Linked DNA regions of Arabidopsis thaliana: region 1 is linked to region 2. Evidence: chromatin contacts called from public targeted proximity ligation data. All regions are on one chromosome and are shown on one strand. The core of a region is the stretch at or near the end of the contact, and the rest is flanking DNA. Distances in the headings are between cores, read along the strand shown.

The links.
Region 1: a targeted proximity ligation map of shoot shows a contact between it and region 2, with 12 read pairs. A contact is called at or near these places in 3 of 26 Hi-C or Micro-C datasets (callus, root and vegetative nucleus) and 1 of 2 datasets of targeted methods (shoot).

The regions. Positions count from the first base shown.
Region 1 is chr1:29,574,352-29,577,321 of TAIR10.1, forward strand. emb1473 (Ribosomal protein L13 family protein) reads left to right here and starts at 1,455. Exons shown (of 4, transcript NM_106510.3): 1 at 1,455-1,897; 2 at 2,206-2,391; 3 at 2,592-2,762; 4 at 2,939-2,970. The coding sequence starts at 1,646. It overlaps AT1G78620 (integral membrane protein (Protein of unknown function DUF92, transmembrane)), which reads right to left and starts at 1,450. Exons shown (of 5, transcript NM_106509.4): 1 at 985-1,450; 2 at 377-630; 3 at 106-229. The coding sequence starts at 1,407.
Region 2 is chr1:29,535,729-29,539,014 of TAIR10.1, forward strand. It overlaps SPS1 (solanesyl diphosphate synthase 1), which reads right to left and starts at 1,754. Exons shown (of 6, transcript NM_106498.4): 1 at 1,249-1,754; 2 at 970-1,094; 3 at 749-876; 4 at 541-644; 5 at 329-456; 6 at 1-230. The coding sequence starts at 1,435. It overlaps AT1G78520 (Carbohydrate-binding X8 domain superfamily protein), which reads right to left and starts at 2,984. Exons shown (of 4, transcript NM_106499.5): 1 at 2,874-2,984; 2 at 2,745-2,773; 3 at 2,424-2,661; 4 at 2,078-2,273. The coding sequence starts at 2,928. The coding sequence ends at 2,248.

The DNA of each region.
Region 1 (2,970 bases), core at 205-2,704, 38 kb after region 2:
AAGATATCAAAAGGAAAAGAAGTTTAAAAATCGTGTAATGATAACAGTCTTTAGTAGCATAAAGAAGCTGTGAAGGGAAATTTTGGTAGCAAATAACACTATTACCTGACCCAGGAAGCAGCCAACAGATGCAAGAAAAAATGATGCTAAAAGTCCAGCCAATGTTCCTTCAAGACTCATAGCTCCCTCTGTTCCTCTTGGTACAATCTTAAATGTCGTAGCTAAATACCTGCGAATTGGCAATGGTTAGTAAGATCATTTCAGTTGTCGATTGGATTCATGTCATGACACCACAAGTCCATGCCATACATCAGACAGAAAACAGACACAGACCATAACAGAAGAGGCTATAGCTGGATAACAGTAGCATACTCACGTTGTTTTTCCATAAGCTTTGCCTATCTCGCTCGAGACAGTGTCAGATACTTTAGTGCAGAAACTGGAAACAAAACCAAGCCGGAAAAGCTGGGAAAAAGCTGCTCCTCCCACTTGATATATTGAAAGAAAAGCACAGACACAACCAGCAGCACTTGAACCAATCACACTGCGTGGTCCTCTTCTACCCTTTCTCTTTTCGGCCACACCTTGTGCTTCCTTTTGCGTCATTTTAACCTTCGTTGCCGCTGTTCCCTGTGATATTGTAAATCATCTAAACCAACTTCAGCGCCAGAATCAATTGCAAATTTACTGTTACTATTTCCAGCTCTGGGGTGAAACACGATATTGAAATCTAAAACTTAAAGCATTGCAGAGAAAAGACTAAGTATCTCAATGTTGAGCATGATCAGAAAAAGTAGCTCCTTAATCTGTAAACGTGATTTAGGATCTCTAACACGTCCACAATTCCTAAATTAAACAATAACACATCTAAAATCTAAGGACATTCTTCATTCATCAGCTCGAAATCAAAATCAAAGCAGCGAATTTCTACGTTCTAAGAGTCAGTTACCGAATTACATTCAGGTTGATCACAAATGCACTTACTATGACGAAGTAAGCAGCGACTAAGAGGAAACCAGCAGAGCCATAAGCTCTCCAAGTTAAAGTACCAAGCAAAAACGCGGCGGCGATCCCAGAAGCGGACAATCCGGTAACAAGAAGCGGTGAACCGAGAACAAAAATCAATAAATTGTTAGCCACAGCTGATTTCCAAGTTGGTGACGCCGATTGAATCAGTTTCATCGCCTCCGTCATCACTCCTTCCATCGATGCAGCCGCCGCCGTAGCACCGTCGGCTCTACTTCCCGACGAAAGCATTCCGTTGGAAAGTGGTTCCAGATTACGTCGTCCAAATCTGTAAGATCTAGCGAATGGAGAGGAAGAAGAAAATCCCGAGAATTTTGGGAATCTTAGTGGTAAAGCTGATCTAGAAGAATTTAAGAGTAGAGTTGACGAAATCGTTGCCATGACTTAGCTTGCTTCCGAAGAAGACCTTTCTCTCCTATTGAGAAAAAAAAAACAGTATTTCGGGTTGAATCCGGAGCTCCGAAAAAAACCCGGATCCTTAACCCGTGTTGTGTTTATTTTTCGGTCGTATTCATCAGATTATTTACGGTGTTGCCACTACTACTATTTACTGAGAACCCAATCTTATCCGAGAAATCGGAAAGAGCAGAAGAAATTTGCAGAAGAGAGAAAAACAAAAATGGCGGTTCTTTGCTCGTCTTCGACGGTGATACTCTCTTCTTCTTCCGTGAAATCCTCCGGAAGTGAGAGAAAGTCTCCGTTTTTAGGGTTCTCTTTAACGGCTATCTCGAAGCCGTCGGTACGAGTCGGCATTTATGCGAATTCGAAAAGAGGATTGCAAGTGAAGTGTGAAGCTGAGCCGACGACGACGACTTCTCTTGTTCCGGCGAATCAACGATGGATGTTCGACGAAGAAGAAGCTAATGGCCCTGTAACGATAATTTTTCTATCTCCCTCTGTGTTTAGCATCTACGCATTTATAAAGTGTCGCACTTTAGCTCTTGCTTTGAATTTGAAGTATGGCTTGTTTTTTTCTTCTCCCAATTGCGATTTATTAAGTAGTGGATTTTGCCTTTGACTCATTAGCTGTGTTGTCTGCATCAATTGGCTTCGAAAATTGATGTTTATTCTTCTGAATTTGTTAACTTGGACGTTTTATGAAATTATTAATGTTTGGTTGGAGAGAAGTTAAAAGTCTTTGGCTTGAAACCTTTATTGAGTGTATTCTATGGTTTACAGGACATCTGGAACACGACATGGTATCCAAAAGCTTCAGACCATGTGAACACGGACAAGCCCTGGTTTGTGGTTGATGCAACTGACAAAATTCTTGGTAGATTGGCATCGACAATTGCTAATCACATCCGTGGGAAGAATCTTGCCTCTTACACTCCTAGTGTCGACATGGGAGCTTTTGTGATTGTGGTATGAGTTTCTTTGAGCTATCTGTAGAGAATAAGAAATTTGATGTGCTGCTTTAGTTAATTTCTTCCTGAAGGAGGAGCCTTGGGATTTGGTTTTAGTAAGATTCACATTAGCAGCAAGATGTAGAGCCTCTATGTAGATGTTTGGGCAATGCTTGTAACTTGGTACCTCTAATACTGTTTTCAATTGTTTGGTTAAAGGTGAATGCTGAGAAAGTTGCTGTATCTGGAAAGAAGCGTAACCAAAAGCTGTACAGGAGGCATTCAGGACGACCTGGTGGTATGACAGTAGAGACATTTGATCAATTGCAGCAGAGAATTCCTGAAAGAATCGTTGAGCATGCTGTTCGTGGAATGCTTCCAAAGGGACGGGTTAGATACATAATCCACAGCTCTTTATTAGTCTCCTTTAAGTCTTAACACTTAGCAAATCCGTGTTTCTTCAAACTTATGGATTGAACTTGGAAACTACTTGTTGCGATATTGGTATTGATTGATTACTAGTTTTCCAACTCCCTCTTAACTTTGGTCTGACCATTTTGTGGCAGCTTGGGAGAGCTCTGTTCAATCACCTGAAGGT
Region 2 (3,286 bases), core at 504-3,003:
AAAATATCATCAACTATCTGGAAAGAGAGACCGAGATTCTTCCCAAACTCGTACATTTGTTCTGTCACATCAGGCTCAACTCTGCTGAAAATGGCAGCTCCTTTGGTGCTCGCAGCCACTAAAGAGGCTGTCTTGTAGAAACTTTTGAGTAAGTACTCGTCGAGCTTGGTGTCGCAGTCAAATAAGCTGGACGCCTGCTTTATCTCTCCGCTTGCAAAGTCTTTGATCACCTGAAAACATGAAAAAAAGTTTGAGGCACAGCATTATTCAACGAAATGAGATTCATAGCTCAACCTCATAGAAAAACAATGTAAGAGTAACTAAGTACCTGACTGATGAGCTTAATAACTTCAAGATTCTCGAGATTTGCTAAGTACCATGACGCTTGAGCAAACATGAAATCTCCAGCTAGCACCGCTACTCTTGTGCCGAAAAGCTCATGAACTGTTTCCTTTCCTGCAATTATACACAGAGTTTAAACCAAACCAAACAATTTTATGACAAAAATAGATGAATCTCATAACTATTAACAAAACTCACCTCTTCGCATGTCACTCTCGTCTAACACATCGTCGTGTATCAAGCTTGCAGTGTGTATCATCTCGATGATCTCAGCCAAACGCCGGTGTTCTGTTGTTAGTTCCCTGCATCAAGACATCTGAATATGATCATTTTGTGATAAAAGATGGATACCCAACTGAATGAAAGGAATACCAACAAAATAAAGTAAAGTCTTTAGACTACTCACTTTAGGCCTGCTAATTCCGCCGTGGCATGTGATACAAGGAATACCAAACCCGGTCTCATTCTTTTACCACCAGCTCCGAAAATCTGCTCAGCCGCAGATATCAAAACCGGATTTTCCGCACCAACAATCTATAAAGAACCACTTTGTTAGATCCCCTAGTGAAACTTCAAACACAGGATAGACAAAGACAGTGCCAGAAAGAGTTTATAAGAAACACTAACCGATAAAAGATTGTCATTCAAAGTCTGCAGATCAACAGCTACTAGCTCAAACAGAGTCACCAACGAAATAGGCTGTTTTGACTCTTGTTTCAAATCAAAACTCACTGTTTGAGATTGACCAATACCTACAATTCTCATGAGGCAATAAGCATAAACTCCAGTGATTCTTAAAAATCTGTAACTATTGTAGAACAAGGTTCACGAACACTTAAAAACTAAATCAAATATCTAATCACATAAAACAAAAAGTTTAAGACTTTAAGTGAGAATCATACATACCATTGAGCAAAGAGATCTCCTTTGATTTCGTTGGCACCGCTTTGCAACTCCCCACCAGACCGCCATAGCTTCTATTGCTGCTAGTAAACTTACAAACAGTCTTCGCTAATGAAGGAAACTGACGACGGCCACAACCACATGCCATCATCATCGTACCTAAATCTATATTCCGACATGACGTCATCATTCTCACAAAACCCAGAATCCTTTTGGGCAACTAGGGATTATGAAGCTCTATAGAAAGTAACTGGAACTATGTAAAGATTCAAGCTTTAAAGCAAACGAAAAAGCTGACTCCTTTTCTTCCACGGGAAATTGGGTGTATGGAAAAATTACAACAAAAAAAGGTACAAAAATACAAAATCAAGTGGGTGATTAAGTATCAGCCGATCGAGTTTTTTTTCTATAGTTTGTTGGGTGGACGAGACAAGCCCACATGAGATCATTCGGGAGGCACGAAAGTGACGACTGTGTTTTTGTTCAATACCAAGGAGAAGAGGGAAACGATTGATTAGTCTACGCTTATCTAATCTTGAGGCTAAGATTTCACCACGTGTCATTTATCCAATGGTTTAACATACTAACATTCGAGTATATCGAAATACGTTACCTTTATAAAAAAAAAAAATCTTTAGAAATGCGTTAGTTTCTGACACCAAAGAAAAAAGAAAAGAAAACGTTACGTTGTTCTACATATTTCCAAATGTTCATGTGGTGAAGAATTCAATTTTAAAAGCTTAATTACGGTAAGTTCTATGTTTACGGTCAGTACGTAATAAGGGTCATTACTGAAAATGAGATGGAATAATTGTGATCAAATTTTGATAAGTGTTGGATACTTTCTTTTTTGCTTTTATGTTATCAAATTTGATTAATCAAAATCTGCGAACTTTGGAAATTTAAATTATAACTCATAAACATTGCAACAACAAGAAAACACATTCCTCTTCTGTTTGCTTGTAAGAAATATGGTTTTTTTTTTTCCTTTCTTGCTCATGTTTATTCATAGTAGCAGTTTCCATAGCCTACACATATAGAAAAAATGAAATTACCTTTAATATAATTAACCAGATACTTAAAGGTAAAAATGAAATTACCTTTAAAACCACTTCTCTCTATATATAGATAGAGAAGTGTTTTTCGATAGCATAATTAAAGAGAAAGAGCAAACTCACTCGGATTAGTTATGGTAATGAGTCCGGAGTTCTTGAAATTGCAGTTCCAATAGTTTCTTCCATTGGCTTGGTAATAAAGATTCATGGCGATAGATGCATGGTTGATGAGGTTACTAGGGGAGTAACATGGACATCCACTCAAAAGAACACGACAATCAACATGAGAACATGCGAAGTTTATGTTATCTTGAAGTGCTACTTGATCGGAAGAAGGTTTAGCCACACACCAAGTCTTGGTCTATAACAACAACTTAGAACAAAAACTCATTGAGTAAGAAAAAAAAATCAGATAGCAATTTGATAGTTGGTCTAAGCAAATACCTCTGCGTTGACGTTGATGAAGTTTCGTTCTGTTAAAAGGAAAGAACATGAGGATGATACTGTTAATTAGGATTATTAAATTAATTAAACTAGGATGGCTGATTAGTGGTAAACTGGTAATTTATATACCTGAGACAAGGTAGAGGAAGATGAGGAAGGAAAGGCAGATCCATGCTTTAGCCATTGTTTGATTTTTGTTTGAGTGAGAGAACTCTTCTACACTCTTTGGTGTATATAAATGATGAGCAAGTGAATCAATTTTATAAAATAAAACAATTTAAAAAGAAACAAAGATTTGTATTTCACTTTTTTTAGATATCTAATGCTAATTAATGTTTTTAGGATTTTGAGGTGAATAATCCAGCAAATTGCTTCTAGGAAAAGTAACCGTTTTAGCAAAAGTGTCGTTATATAAACGTAATGTTTGGTTTGGTTTTGCTAAGTAACAAAAAAAAAAGGTTGCTAATTGCTTCAAAAGGTTTAATGTAGTAGTGAGAACATTTGGGATCAAATAACAAGACATCAAAACGTGAGCTGAGCTG